5 separate regions of the Mus musculus genome follow, and regions 1, 2, 4 and 5 are each linked to region 3. The links are chromatin contacts, called in public Hi-C and promoter capture Hi-C maps. All regions are on one chromosome and are shown on one strand. Each heading gives the region's core, a stretch centred on a gene start, on an enhancer-like site or on the middle of the called end of the contact. The rest is flanking DNA. Distances are from core to core; before and after follow the strand shown.

Region 1 (2,908 bases), core at 81-2,580, 3.6 Mb before region 3:
TAGACTGCAAACAGCGCCACCCAAGTTCCTGGTTAGCAGCGGGATCCCATGCAGATCCCTTGCAGCCCGGTGCGCGGGGGTCTAGGCTTGGAAGCCAGCGCGGAGAGGCTTGCAAGTGAGCCGAGCTCCGGCCCGCGTCCGGGCCACGTGAAGCGTCACGCCCCGCGCTGCTGCAGGGCAGGCGCCGTCGCCGCGGTTGTGTAACGCTGCAGCCGGAGGGGAGGCGACCCGGACGCCTCTGCATCGGAGGGGGCAGAGGAGGGAGGGAACGCCGGGCACTGTGCCCGGTATCTTTCTGTGCTTGACTAGCCAGGGTGGGTGGGGGCAGTGAGGCACCCTGAAAGGCGGGAGGAGATGGGTGCGCGCCAGTCGGGTGCCAGGCCACCCGCAGGCTGCGCCTGGGACCTGAGCTCCCGGGAGAGTCCGGGGTGGGGGTGGGGGGAGGGGGTCGGCACGGCTCACACGGTCCACGGTCAGGTGCGCGCGGCGTGCTCGGCGGCGGCCTCGGCTGCCCTAGCTCCTGGCCACCAGCCCGCTTCCCATGGGGTGACATCCGCCCCGCCCTCGGTCCCTCCCCAAGGCGGGCAATTCCTGGACACTGAGGCTGAGCGCTGGGGGGGGGGGGGGGGGGGGGGCTGGGAAGCCAGGACGGAAAGAAACCCCAGCCTCTGGAGAAGGCTAAGGGGGGCCGACGACTCCCTCAGCTGCGCACCGGTTCCTAGGAGCGGGCCAGGCGGGGGAGGAGGAAGAAGGCTGGGCTGGAGCGACCAAGGGGATATTCCTCTCCCGGCTTGAGTCAGACGCGGGCGGAATCCGTCCTCCCCCGTTCCCTCCCAGGAGACGGGAACTTACTTCATTTCCCTGGGGCAGGTTCGCCCACGTTACCAACTCTTCCCCCCCCCCCTCCAGCTCCCCGGTTCCTTCCAGCTTCCGTGCCCCCCACCCAGCTGGGCAGGACTCTGGCTGCGCTGCCACCCCCTCTTTCGGGGAAAGGAGGCCGCAGCCGCAGACACCTGGGGGCCCGAGGTTTGGAGGGGGGGGGGGCACTTCGCAGCCGCCAGAGCGTTGTCCAACACGTGAGGCTCATGTGATGAAGCCGGGGGAGGGCGGGCAGGTCGCTCCTTCCCTCCCCGGCAGCGGCCAGACGTGCTTGGAGTCACAGGGTAGAACACGTAGCTTCTACCCACCCACTCGCTCCCATTTAACCCAGCCCGCAGCCTCTCCTTACTCCTCGGCTCGTCCCCTCCAGCAACTCCCCCCCCCCCGCCCCGCCCGCTCCGCCCTGAGCAACCCCCCCTTCCCTCCCGCCTCTCCGCCCGCCCCACTTCTCATTCACTTGGCTCGCACGGCGCAGACAGCGCAGCGAGCACACACCGCCAGTCTGTGTGCAGAGCGGGAGCCAGAAGCCGTGGGGACACCCGGCCATGCACGCCCCCAACTGAAGCGACACCTCAAAGCCGCTGCTCCTGGCATCCCAGCGCATTGCAAGGAAGCTCAGGCTAGCTCATAGGAACATACCTCTTGAGACCCTCGGATCCTCCCTTCCAGGGCAGCCCTTTCTCAGACTCTACTAAGTGCAGACAGGAGCGCACAGTGGCCCCTGCTCGCCGCATCATGGAACGGATCCCCAGCGCGCAACCACCTCCTACCTGCCTGCCCAAAGCTCCAGGGCTGGAGCACGGAGACCTGTCAGGGTAAGTGTGTGCTGTGATCCCTTCAAGTCTCCACTCCTAACCTTGTGTTCCGCGACACTCTCAACTTGGGGCATCTCTGAGAGTATAGGGGGCTTCTTTCACGTCTAGGGCTCCTGCAGCTAGTACGCACTCGGGAGTCACGGCTTTTTCTGACCTCTCTCCCTGCAGGATGGATTTTGCCCACATGTACCAAGTGTACAAGTCCAGGCGGGGAATAAAACGGAGCGAAGACAGCAAGGTAGGTGCATCCCTGGGAACCTCATTCCTTAGCCCCTCGTGTGCGCTGAGTTTCCAAGAAAAGTTTGCTTGTTTCAAGGTTGGCTGGGGGGTTCAAGATGAGATGAGCTCATTGCCACAAATGAGTGACTTGGGAAAGAAGGGGCAGAGAAGGTGAATCTGGGTGCGTCTCTGCGCCCTCGCAGAATTTTTCCCCCCTGCTACCGGTTGGGAAGGAAGGGAGGAAGCTTCGTTCCCTTCCCCGGGCACCCATTGCTTCCATGTATTCCATGCAGGAAACTTACAAACTGCCGCACCGGCTGATTGAGAAAAAGAGACGTGACCGGATTAACGAGTGCATTGCCCAGCTGAAGGATCTCCTACCCGAACATCTCAAACTTACTGTAAGTGAGAAGCTGGCTGCGCTCCAACCCAGTTCTTCTGCCCAGAGGGCGGATGGTGGGGTGGGGGTGTCTCTCGCCGCCTGCAGGCGTCACGGGGAACTGCATGCTAGACGGGCGGATCAAAGCTTCTGGTTTGGAGGGAACCCATCCCCAGACCCAGAACTTCCTAAGCAGAGGCAGAACCAGAACCATCTGGGGCCTCTTTAAGTTGGCTTCAACACTAACACAGCTTCCTTTTGGTAGTTTTTTTTTCTCTCTCTCACCACCTTGTAGTCTCCCTGACTTAAAGAAGCAAACCACGAAATTAAAAACTTAAGCCTTGTCCGCTTTTCATTTACAATAGGACCTACTTTATTTAATGTGTGCCTTTTTTTTTTTTCGTCATAATCTTTACTGGTAGCCAAAAGCTTTTTAGCTTTTCCTTCGGGAAAAGTATTTGGAAAGGAAGACAAAAAGCCAGCATGACTGGAAGTTCTGAACAAGTGTCAGGGGGGAAAGAAAGAAAGAAAGAAACGCAACACATTGGGAAAGCCACTTGGTTGCCAGACACAGTAGACATCCCTCCCTGGGTTGACACCACAGCAGATAAATGTT
Region 2 (2,744 bases), core at 177-2,676, 4.1 Mb before region 3:
TGGTGATGGAGGTCCCAATGGGCAAGTGCTTAGTATAGGTACAGGTTGGAGTTGCAAAGGAGACCAAAGTTAACCTGGCTTGTCCTGTTCTTTGGCCTTATACCTGCTGTATACAAAGAGGTTACAAACCCAGAATCAGTGACACTCAATAGCATGCTGTACAGAAAGCAGGTAGGCTGAGCTCTGTAGAACCATTTGTTTTCATTACAAGGATTACTGTTAACAGGTCTTTAGCGGTAGCAGACAGACCCCCATTTAGGATGTTATGATATATTTTGGCGCGCTCTCATATCCTGGCACAGTGCCTGGCCTGGCACCCAGATGACACCCGGGGAACGTTTGTGGAATGAATACGTGCAGTCTAGTTTGTAGGGTGGGATGGGGAAGGAGACAGTAGGATAACTTTGCCTGTGATGCAAACTCTTCTTCCCAAGACCAAAGTTCTATGCACTTTGCAGCCTGGAGCCTACACTATTTTCTGGTGTGTGGAAATCCATTTCAGCCCAGAGGCTTGGGTTGAAGACTTGCAGCACGCCTCGCCTGGACGCACTCATCTTAGTATAAGCAGTTTTCTCTGAAGCCCTTATTTTTTTGGTTTGCGGTTTATTTACTTTAGCGTTTACAGATTCCAGGAGCATAGGGGTCTTAGAAGCGGGGTCAGGACCGAGGTCGCGGTTTGTATTTCTTTCCTGCTTCGCGATCACAACATCAGCAAGTCACAACATGGTTCCTTTATTTGCTCACTCGTCAGGGTAGCGTTTCTTTTACCTCCTACCGGGCGACGAAAGACAGACCCAGCTCGAATTCAGAAAAGGGCTCTCACACGATTACCCCGCATCCTCAATAGCAGGGACCACCCCATTTCCAGACTTAGTTTTTCATGCAGACACTAGCAGGATCCAATAAAAAACTAGACCAGATTTAATAAAGACAAACTTGTTTCTTTAATCCTTGACCGCAAACACTGGCGTTTTTGTGCCTCGGATTTCTGAAATTCTTGGCTCCAGGACACAGGGCGCGCGGGGGTGGGTAAATAGCTTGTAAAAACTTCCCGAAGCAGTAATCCGAGCTCTTCCTCTCTCTCCGGACCCTAGTGACACCTGACTTTAGGAAGGGAAGATACAAGTCAAAAGAGAAGGGTTCACAGAGGTAGGGGACATACCCAGTGGGTCGGGCTTGCCAAACCTGGGGAGTCCGGTGTTCAGACACAAGTTCGCAACCCGAGCCTTCAGCCTGGGCGCCTCTTCCCCCTCCCACCCCTGGTCAGCGCGCGGGAGTCTATTTAGAACCCAGCCCCGGAGCCCAGGGGATTCTGGGACTTGTAGTCCCTCTGCGCAGCCCCAGGCGCCGGCACGACCTGGGACTCGGACTACATTGCCCAGGGAGCTTCCCGGCCTATATAAGCGGTCGGGCGCTGCTTTAAAGTGCAGTAACCATGTGGATGTTCTGCTGAAGCGTTTCCTCAAGCCTGCCGGGGTGGGAGGAGAGGAGGAGGTGGTGGTGGTGGAGGAGGTGGAGGCAGAGGGTGGAGAGAGAGAAAGCGCACGCCGAGAGGAGGTGTGGGTGTTCCGCTCCCATCCTAACGGAACGAGCTCCCTCTTCGCGGACATGGGATTGCCCAGCGGCTGCTAACCCCTCTCCTGGTCCTGATCCCCCAAACCGGCGTGGCTCCCCGGTCACCAAGGTAGCTGCTGGGGCCGGGCAGAGGGCGCGGGGAGTTGGCACTAGCTCCCGTGCGCAGAAGTTTTTGCCCTGATCACCGGGAGTTCTTGGTGGCTTTGGTGGCTTTGCATGCACTTGGCGTGTATTTTGGGGCTTCTTTCCCTGTGAACAGTTTTGGGGGGAGGTATATATTTTTTTTCAGGCTTAAGTAACCCCAAACGTCCTCGACTCTAGTGACCGGTTTCAACCTCCTTCCCCGTATTGAAATGGCATTCCCCCAAGTTGGAAACGGTTGGAGTGTCTGCAGGAAATAGTTTTTTTTCCCCCTGGGGGGGGGTATTTGAGGGGGTCATATGAGTTCGCTCAAGGAAATAATCTTTCTAAAAATGTAGCTAGCCCTGTTGCGCTGCTCAGCTGGTAGGATAATGCATGCGTGGGGGTCCCCGTGGGTTAAAAAAAAAAAAAAGGAAGAAAACCGGAGGAAGGGGGGGGGGGGCGATGAGGAAAGAAGTGTGGACGGAGCTCGTGCCCAATGAGGACGCGGGTTTCACATACTTGGCCTCCACGCGGGGAAACAAGTGCTTTGGGATCTCAACACGTCCCTTACTTCCATCCACCTTCAATCCCCATCCGGCGTGTTCGAAGTTTCTGCGTGTCTGATCTTTCTGGCCAGCTACTGACGGGAAATAAGCATGCTGGGTTTGCTTTTATTTGGGGGAAAGAGATCCCTCCGACTTAGCTGCTAAATTTGGAGGGGAGTGGGATCTGCAGGAAAAGCGGAGGCTATAAAAGTCAAAACTTGGATTTGAGAATTTCTGATAGACCCTCGCGAGATCCCCTACTCAGTCTTCTTTCTTTGTTAAATATTTAGGAGCTGATTACAAGGGACCAGGATTTGCATCCTTGGCTGGGCGTCCATTGGCTACAGAGTGCCTGACCTGGGTCAGGTGAGTGTGCGAGCCGAGTGCTGTAGTCAAAAATGGGTTTTTGTCCTAAGCATTTTCTAAGTCCTCTTGTAGCTGCCATAGAGGTAAAGTAGGGAAAAGAAAGACACCGTGGTCAAAATTGGTCATGGTCTTGGG
Region 3 (2,700 bases), core at 7-2,506:
CAGTTTCTGGCAGGAGATTTTGCCCATGTGGGTTGTAGAAAGGCCTCCTCACCTCATGACAGGTGAAGCAGGATTGTTCTGGATAAAAAGGTACCTGTTCTGTATTCTCTTGTGGCAGGGGAGTCGAAGTCGGGAAAGCAGTCTCCGAGAGCAACGTGAGCTCCGGAGCAAACAGCCTGGCCAACTTACAGAAACCATTGTTAGATGTTTCATGGATACTTCATTCCAAGGGTGAGAAACAGATAGATTTTGCTCATCCAGACTTGCAAGACTTAATTACTAATTTTCACAGTCTATCCTTTACAGTCTCGTGCTCCAACCCCTGGGGCCAGTTCCGATCTCACCGTTTTAGACTAAACAAGTCCTATCGAAGAGCACACCTTTGATCACCTGACTATCTCTCCTCGTTTTCTCAGTTGGAACCATAAAAATAATTTTGAAGCTATAATATGGGAACGGCTCCCTGGGTATGGATATTTGCTGCTGCCAAGCCTGATGACCAGAGTTTGATGCTGGGAGCCCACTTGGTGGAAGGAGAGAATTGATGTCCACAAGTTATTCTCTGACCTCCACACACATGCACTCTCTCTCTCTCTCTCTCTCTCTCTCTCTCTCTCTCTCTCTCTCACACACACACACACACACACACACACAGAGAGAGAGAGAGAGAGAGAGAGAGAGAGAGAGAGAAAGAATATTGTTTTCTTCCTCTGAGAAGTTTAAAAGTTATTTTTAAAAAAGATATTTTAAATTTTTAAAAAAATTTTTGTGGCTATTGTTTTTAACAAATGATAATGTACTAGAGTCTTTTCTCTCTGGTTACTAGAGACCTTAGCCAGGTTAGGGTCAGTTGAGGCTTCTGGAGACCACCTGCCCCCGCGCACCCCCCTGGGACAAGGGGGAAGAGGTGGGCAGAGAGCACTGCTCAGCATTTATTTTTGGACCCAGCTCTCTAAAAATACCTTGGCTCTCCTATTTGCTCTCTCTTTTGACCTGAATGGATCTGCCTGGGTCTCCTCTGCCCCTCCCTCTGCTCCTTGCCCTTTAAAGGAGAAGGGCGTGGGGAGGGATTCCTGCCGCCTAGGGGACAGCTGTGAGCCCGAGGTGGCAGGGCAGCCGGCTAAGCTGACGTCAGGGTAGAGTTTAGCCAAGTTCTCAGCCTCCCTGCAGAGGCCACCCTAAGGGAGGGATGCAGCTTTTTGCTCTGATTGGCTGGCCTGGAGTGGGTGTCCACGCGCATTGGCTGGTCACTTTTTAGAGGGAGTCCCGCTCTCCAATTAAAGCGGGCAGCGGCGCGGCTCTGAGCACAGAGCCGCCGGCTGCACACAGGCAAAGGAACCTGAACTTGGCCATTCAGCAGCGCTGTCCAGGCTGCGCGCTCCCTCTGGCCCCTGCCTGAGAAGCCAGGTGCTGTTTCTGCACCGCCAGGATGGCAAAAGTGGCTAAGGACCTCAACCCTGGAGTGCAAAAGGTGAGCGAGACCCCTCTGTATTCCTGTATCCTTCAGATCCCACTGCTCTCAGACGCACTGAGTACCTAGGGACACTTTAATGGTTGCATCAAATCCACAGAAAGCACAGAAAACAGAATAGGTGACAATACTTATTTGAGGTGACAGGTTGACCCCTCTCCAAATTGCCCTTAAAGCCATTGTTAAGAAAGTATTTGCACTGTGCCGTAGTTCTTTATTGATGCTGATTAAAGGTGAACTAAAGTTAAAATTTAGAGGGAGGGAATAGACGCTTATTTGTGGTCATGGGAAACGTCTTGGCTTTCCCTTGCCTGTACCCTCCAACCCCCTGATGTGCCTTTAGTGAAGGTTGGGGGACTGTGATGCAGCCCCTCCCCCTTCGCTAGCCTCCCAGAGTTGTGTGGTTTCCCCAGCACACAGAATAGTTTCTTTTGGTGCAGTTGGCAATAGCAGCCATTCTAGCTCAGGGGAACTAATTTCTGTCCCCAGAGTCTGCACGTTTCCCTTTCAAGAAGGGCTGGCCCAGAGCCCAGAAGGTCACGGGTAAATTGCTGCAGGCGGGGCCAGCAGCTGTGCCTACAGCTCTAAACTGGCTGCCTGCTTACCTGAGGTACACTGAAAGCAGAAGACTGGGCTATGAGAAGACGTAGGGGACAGGAAAGCAGCAATGGCTTCCCAGATGGGGAAATAAGAGGCATGGGTGAAAGAGAGGTGGCTTGCAGGGGACAGAGATGTTCAAACCCTGGCCCTTGGTCTGGCACATTTTAGCTGTACAACAGCGATAAACTCAAATCCTTAGCCGCTCTTTCCCTATCTAGAATGTAAGGAGGAGAGACAGCCAGTACTTTTAACAGCAATCTTGATAATGTAGGCTAACATGCCCAAGCAGTAATTATTAAGCTATTCTCTCAGAGTATTCAATCTTGCAGGGCAAAGTTCTCCTTTGCTGACATTTGGTGGGAGGTAGAAAAGCAAAGGAGAGAAAAAGAGACCGTAGAGCTCAGGGAGAATGGAGGTGGGAGAGGGGAAGCCCCAGACCTCCTGCCCTCCCACTCCTGAGCCTAGTGATTCCTTCTGCACATGGCATCCAATCAGACTTAGTCTGGGCATCTCCCTGATGCATTCACCAGACTATTTGCAGAATCAAGTGTCATCTCTCATCCAGAATTCACAGAGCACTGAGACCTGAGTGTGGGGGATACCTGCTAGTCTCTAATTATATATGGACT
Region 4 (3,009 bases), core at 409-2,908, 4.2 Mb before region 3:
ATAATGATAACTTCTGGATCCTGGTTGTCTAGTTAATGTTTCTATTGCTGCAACAAAACCCCATGACAGACGATAAATCAAGATAGAGTCACTTGTCACCAAGCTGAAACTAACCTGTCTATGTAACCTTTTGCAGAAATAAAGAACTAAAGAGATAACAGACAAATATCCCAGGATAATAAAATTCCTCTGCCTTAATCTTAGCACACAAACATTACTCTGGTGCTAAGCAATGATTTATTTTCCTACTGTTCTGTATTCCTGCCCATGCCTTACAGGGATAGAGTAACTATGAAAGGACCATTCTTCTTTTGTTTATTGCTTCTGCTTTTCCATCTCTTCTCTTCCTATACAACCAATGCTACGCTCAGAAAATCAGAATGCTTATTCTACCTTACAGGGTGAAATGTTGTCCTTTTTCTAGAATTGAAAATAAAGCCAATTAAGACATTTAGATGCAGTGGTTCATGCAAGTAGTCCTAATAATCAAGAGGATGGAGAGTTCAAAACCACACTGGGTTTCATACTAATAACCTGTCTTGAAACAAATCTAGCTAAATACACACACACACACACACACACACACACACACACACACACACACACCTAAGTATATAGAATATATTTATTTATGCACACATACATTTGTAATTTTTTTCTCTAAAACACAAAGATGAAAAACCTAAGATCCTGCATTTTGTAAAGCTGCCCCGTTTGTATGGATCTGTAACAATTCCAGAAGCTAGAGTAATTTGGTGACTTTCATAGATAACTCAGGAACAGCCTACCTGCAAGCTACTCATCAACTACTCCCTTCTTCCTCTGAAACCTCTAAGAAGAAATGCCTGCTCTGCCGTGAAGGCCCTTTGTCTGCCTGTCTGTCTGTTTGCCTGTGTCATCAATGTATCTTCTAATGAATCTCTTATAAGGACAATCTATTTCAGTGTCCCCCTTTAGCCTCCAAACTTTTGGTCAACAAGAGTGGATGCCCTGTGGGACCCTATTATCACAGAAAGCAGTGAAGATAGAAAATTAGAAGAAGAGGAGGAGGAGGAAGAGGAGAAGGAGGGGGAGGAGGAGAAGAAGGAGGAGGAGGGGATAGAGGGAGAATAAGAAAAAGAAGCAAGACAAGCAAAATGGGGAGATTTGGCAATGTTAACATTTTCCACCAGATACAGAAACTCTGGCGTGATCAGTGAGTGACTCTACTCAAAACAGGTTTTTGTTGTTTTGTATAATGGGACAAGGTGAGCTTACAAGGAGAGGACCTTATCAAAAACAAATTCTGTGCCAGTCACCCAACTTCTCCGCGGGTTCTAGATCTTTATATTCTCTGGACTGTATTTTCTCCCTCAGCTTAGACGATACATTTCCAAACACCTACTAAACCCTCAAAGGCTGAACAAACAACCAGGCTTCACAAGGTTCCCCAGAAAAAAACGAAAACATTTCAAGTTCTCCAAATTTTGTACCTTTTGTGGTTCTGAAATTATCAGCTATGTATCTAGTTTAAAACAGTGGGATCCAGAGGAAAAGCACCCCAACGACGCTGAGGGAGGTATCTCCCTCACCTGCAGCCTGTTGGGACGGAAAACTACAACTCCCATGAGGAAGTAGGGCCGCAGAATCCACAACTCCCAGCATCCTCCCGGAGGCCCAAAATGGTCAGGCGAGTAGTCGAAGCGAGACCATAAATGTCTGCGGAAGGTGTGGAGAAGCTTTCTCTCGAGATAGCAGCATCTGAGGAGGAATCTGTAGCCCCGACAGAACAACAAGATGTAGCGTGCGGCCTGGAGAACTTGCCTGTGAGCTTGTGGCCTTTGGGGGCGGAGCCCAGGCCTAAACCTTTCCAGGTAGAGGCAGGGCTAAGTGGCTGAAAGGGCTGGGGGTGGTGCCCTTTTCTTTGGGGGCGGAGCCAGAGGGCGGCGCTAGAGGGCTGTCCCTTTCCCCCGGGGGCGGGGCCAGTGCCCTTTATATGGGGGCGGAGCTAGAAAGCAGCTCACCGATCTTAGGGGCGGTGCTAAAGGGCCTGTCTATTTCCCTTCTCTCCCCAGGCGGGGCCAGCGCTGTTCTAGACTGGGTTGGAGGGATGTCCTGTAGCCCCACAGGGGCTGACTACAAGACTCCTCTTAATTCTCACCAAGGGGAGCCTGCACCCTTCCATGTTGGGGCGGAGATAGAGGCCTGCGGACAGCCTCCATGGAAGGAACCAGAGAGCTGCTTATATCTTGAGTAGTTGAGGCCAATGCCCATGTAGAGCCAGGTCTAAAGAGCTGGGGGGAGTAGGAAGCTGGGGGGGGGGGGGGTGAGTAGGAAGGGGATTGTTTCACACTTCGCTGCAGAGCAGAATTCCAGGGCTACTCACTGCCCCCGGGGGCGCTAGAGCTCTTTCCTAGAAGCCAAGAAAGAGAGACACATAGCTCCCCCACGTGGTAGTAATTGTCAAATTGGCTGTAACAACAGGCTTCTTCCCCCCCACACACACACACACACCCCACCCCACCCCCGATATTTTTATTTTTTTTTTATTAGCACACGGGGTATCTAGTTTAACTATGGCATTTTTAAAATGTTCATTAGCAAATGTTGATTATACATAATAATGAGTTTTGTGATGACATTTTTCCACATATGCACAGAAGGTGTTTTGATGATATGCACCACCACCCTCTCTGGTCCCTCACCCTCTCCCAGTAATCCTTCACCTTCCTGGCTAGTGCCCCTTTTATCTTTCATCTCGCTGTGGTGAGTGTGTGTGTGTGTGTGTGTGTGTGTGTGTGTGTGTAGGAGACAGAGAGCCAATGAGTTTCATCAAGGTTGTTTACTGGAACTGCAGTCTTCTTGACGTCTTACTATTATTTACTCTTTGAGAATCCCATACAATATGTTTGTCATCCTTTTTCCCTCCCCCAAATCCTCACAGATCCTTGCCCACCTCGCAATCTACCCAATTTCATGTTCTTTCTCTCTCGAGGGGGAAATAAGCTGTTGGTCTGAAAGAAAAGTTCT
Region 5 (2,786 bases), core at 154-2,653, 3.4 Mb before region 3:
CTTTTAAAATTAGGGCTTTTCTGTAATGTGAGAACAGTTGCTGTCATCAGTGGCTGACAGCTGACCAGAGTGCAAGCTACATTTCAGCTAAAATTTGCACAGAAGTAGCTTATGGAGGAAACAAAGCATAGCTTTAATGTCCATTTTCAGTTTGTGTTAGCTTCAGGGAGGCAGAAACTAGTAGTTCCGTGTCAAGGACTGGAATCAGTTGGTCTTATACAAGTTTATCCAGTCCAGTAACTTCTTCCCCCTCCCCCCTTTTTTTTTGTATACTGCTCAGGCCTTTGTATCTCACAAAATAAGCTCTCCCAACCCAAAGAACTTAAATTGTTGCTGGCTGCTCTGTTGTACCCTATCACATTGCAGGGACAATTCTGACCCCAAAATGGAAGGAGAATGGTCCAGGATTTACCTAAGTCCTCCCTGTCATTGCCTTCAGGTTGGTGACAGGCATTACTGATTTCGTTACTTCCCCTATTTTTTTTTTTTTTTTTTACTTTTTTATTTTTATGTTTTGCAAGTTTGATAGACACAGGGTATAATCTTAGGAAAGGCAAAACTTTTACAGGCGCTCCAAGTGTTGAAAGCCACAGCCCTTAAAAAACGAAATCAGTAACCTTAATTATAGGAATTAGCACTTGGATGGGATTAAACCCCCAATCTGCCCTACATTTCCAAGGTCGCCTCTGCCTAGCACTGCGATGAGATGATAGGACTGTCAGGAAAAGATGTTTAAATGGTTCTGATGAAAATGATCTGGTGTTAGTTCCCCCTCCCGCCTTGTTGGGATTGGATGTGATCTTGGAGTATTTTAGAAGTATTATGAATTTTTTTTTTCCAAGTTAAGGCGTTCCAATAACAAAACAAAAAATCTGGACATTTCGTGCGGTCTGGACCAGGGAGTCCCACTCCCACCAAGTTAAAAACCTTTCCTAGATATTCGTAAGTACTTCCTTTGCCTAAAGGCCCTGGCCCTTACCTTTCTCACACCTACTACTCCATACCTGGACGGGCTTTCTCCCATCCATCTTCTGTTCAGGGACACCATTTACCCGGGCTAGGGCGGGTCAGAGGCCATGTCTGTGTCCGGCTCCCGGAGCTCCCGTGCCGCGCTCCTATTGGCTGGAAGTTCTTTCCCCAAAAGCCAGAGCGACCTAGGCTCGCCACGCCAGCTAGACCAGACTCGGAACCGCCCAGGGGGCGTGGCCCAGTGGCAGGGCGGGGCCTTGCAGTCCGGGCGGCCTATAGAGCCGGAGGGAGTCCCCGGCCGCGCCCCTCGAGGCCGGGCCGGTGGAGGCCAATCCCCGGCGGCCGGCGGGCGAACGCGGGGCCAGGCGGGCCGGTCCCGTCCGCGGGGCGGGGGACAATGGACCAGTTCCTGGTGCGTCACGAGGGAGTTCCTTAAAGGGGAAGTGAGCGGGCTCCCGGCGGACGCGCGGGGAGGCGGTCGGCTGGGGACGCGCCCGGCGCTTCAAAATAATGCCCGCGGCGGACGCGCGACCATGCAATGGCGAGCGCTTGTCCTGGGGCTGGTGCTGCTGCGCCTCGGCCTCCACGCGGTGCTCTGGTTGGTCTTCGGGCTGGGGCCCAGCATGGGCTTCTACCAGCGGTTTCCGCTCAGCTTCGGCTTCCAGCGCTTGAGGGACCCCGACGGCTCGGGGCCAGTTGGTCCGCCCGGAGGCCCGGCCTGGCTTCATCGGCCAAGGCGCGGAACGGAGGGGCGGCTTGAGACCCCGCCAGAGCCGGGACCGACGCCGGGACCGGGCGTGTGCGGCCCGGCGCACTGGGGCTATGCCCTGGGCGGCGGTGGCTGCGGCCCGGACGAGTACGAGCGGCGCTACAGCGGCGCCTTCCCGCCGCAGCTGCGTGCCCAGATGCGCGACCTGGCGCGGGGCATGTTCGTCTTCGGCTATGACAACTACATGGCGCACGCCTTTCCGCAGGACGAGCTCAACCCCATCTACTGCCGCGGCCGGGGGCCTGACCGCGGAGACCCGTGAGTAGCCCGCGCGCTGCCTTCCGCCCCTCCGGGTCCCTGAGAACACACCAGGGTCTTTAAGGTCCGCAGTAGTCCGAGGTTCCTCCTCTCCTTACCCCAGTGGACTGCCATCCCCTTGATTCTCCCTGACCCTCCAAACTTCAGGACAGCTGTCCTTGTCATTTTCTGTTGCAAATGGGGAAACTGAGTCCCAGAGACCGGAAGGGACAATCACAGTATCCCTTGCTCCAGATAGACACATATCTAAGTGCTGGTTATATAGGTTTCCTTTGGAAAACTCCGCTTCAAAACGAAGCCTCCCCACTCCTGATCAGAATGCCACACCCAAAGCTTTAATAAGGTTAAGGAGCGGGTTCCTAGAAAGGGGCCATCTAGTGAGTTGGACGCCCGGATTGGGATGAGGCGTTAAGTGTTTCTCCTTTCCAGGGGCCGCAGCCTAGACTGAGGGGAGCTTATTGGCAGGAATGGTAGTTGCCTGGCCCAGATTGGCGATCTGGATACTTGAAGGATGATTTCTTAGGCGCAGAGTTGACTGACACCGTCATTGCTTGGTACCATCGTAAACACCAGTGGGGTGATGGTGCTGTCAGAAGGTCAACTAGTCCTCGCAGCCCACTAGCCACGTATGGGAAGGTGGAGTTCCGGGGTTACTCGAGTGGACTTCAAAGTCCAAGACAGCAGGACACCCAGCCAAGTTCCTCCTCCCTGAAGGGTGTGCGTTGCCACAGACCAAGTCAGGCTGGTTGGTGACTGTCGTGTTTCCCTCTCCTTAGATGGGAGTGGAGTT

The links. Promoter capture Hi-C pulls out the DNA fragments that hold promoters and counts their contacts. Hi-C and Micro-C count contacts between places; a contact is called where the count stands out from the background.
Region 1: a contact with region 3 is called in a Hi-C map of cardiomyocytes, with 6 times the contacts expected there. The contact joins the promoter of Bhlhe40 here to the promoter of Lmcd1 in region 3. A contact is called at or near these places in 2 of 39 promoter capture datasets (cranial neural crest and pre-B cells) and 1 of 484 Hi-C or Micro-C datasets (cardiomyocytes).
Region 2: a contact with region 3 is called in a promoter capture Hi-C map of pre-B cells. The contact joins the promoter of Itpr1 here to the promoter of Lmcd1 in region 3. A contact is called at or near these places in 2 of 39 promoter capture datasets (cranial neural crest and pre-B cells).
Region 4: a promoter capture Hi-C map of pre-B cells shows a contact between it and region 3. The contact joins the promoter of Setmar here to the promoter of Lmcd1 in region 3. A contact is called at or near these places in 2 of 39 promoter capture datasets (cranial neural crest and pre-B cells).
Region 5: a promoter capture Hi-C map of second pharyngeal arch cranial neural crest shows a contact between it and region 3. The contact joins the promoter of Edem1 here to the promoter of Lmcd1 in region 3. A contact is called at or near these places in 5 of 39 promoter capture datasets (cranial neural crest, frontonasal cranial neural crest, maxillary cranial neural crest and 2 more).

Annotation. Positions count from the first base shown.
Region 1 is chr6:108,659,299-108,662,206 of GRCm38.p6, forward strand. It overlaps Bhlhe40 (basic helix-loop-helix family, member e40), which reads left to right and starts at 1,331. Exons shown (of 5, transcript NM_011498.4): 1 at 1,331-1,694; 2 at 1,863-1,932; 3 at 2,207-2,314. The coding sequence starts at 1,615. 0610040F04Rik (RIKEN cDNA 0610040F04 gene) reads right to left here and starts at 1,636. Exons shown (of 7, transcript NR_104577.1): 1 at 1,519-1,636.
Region 2 is chr6:108,211,670-108,214,413 of GRCm38.p6, forward strand. Itpr1 (inositol 1,4,5-trisphosphate receptor 1) reads left to right here and starts at 1,427. Exons shown (of 62, transcript NM_010585.5): 1 at 1,427-1,684; 2 at 2,534-2,609. It overlaps Gm38872 (predicted gene, 38872), which reads right to left and starts at 1,249. Exons shown (of 3, transcript NR_167935.1): 1 at 1,186-1,249; 2 at 937-1,104; 3 at 587-771.
Region 3 is chr6:112,272,502-112,275,201 of GRCm38.p6, forward strand. It overlaps Lmcd1 (LIM and cysteine-rich domains 1), which reads left to right and starts at 1,257. Exons shown (of 6, transcript NM_144799.2): 1 at 1,257-1,471. The coding sequence starts at 1,430.
Region 4 is chr6:108,063,387-108,066,395 of GRCm38.p6, forward strand. Setmar (SET domain without mariner transposase fusion) reads left to right here and starts at 1,659. Exons shown (of 2, transcript NM_178391.4): 1 at 1,659-1,853. The coding sequence starts at 1,695.
Region 5 is chr6:108,827,238-108,830,023 of GRCm38.p6, forward strand. Edem1 (ER degradation enhancer, mannosidase alpha-like 1) reads left to right here and starts at 1,404. Exons shown (of 12, transcript NM_138677.2): 1 at 1,404-1,996. The coding sequence starts at 1,503. Gm35417 (a long non-coding RNA gene) reads right to left here and starts at 1,039. Exons shown (of 2, transcript XR_377956.4): 1 at 980-1,039.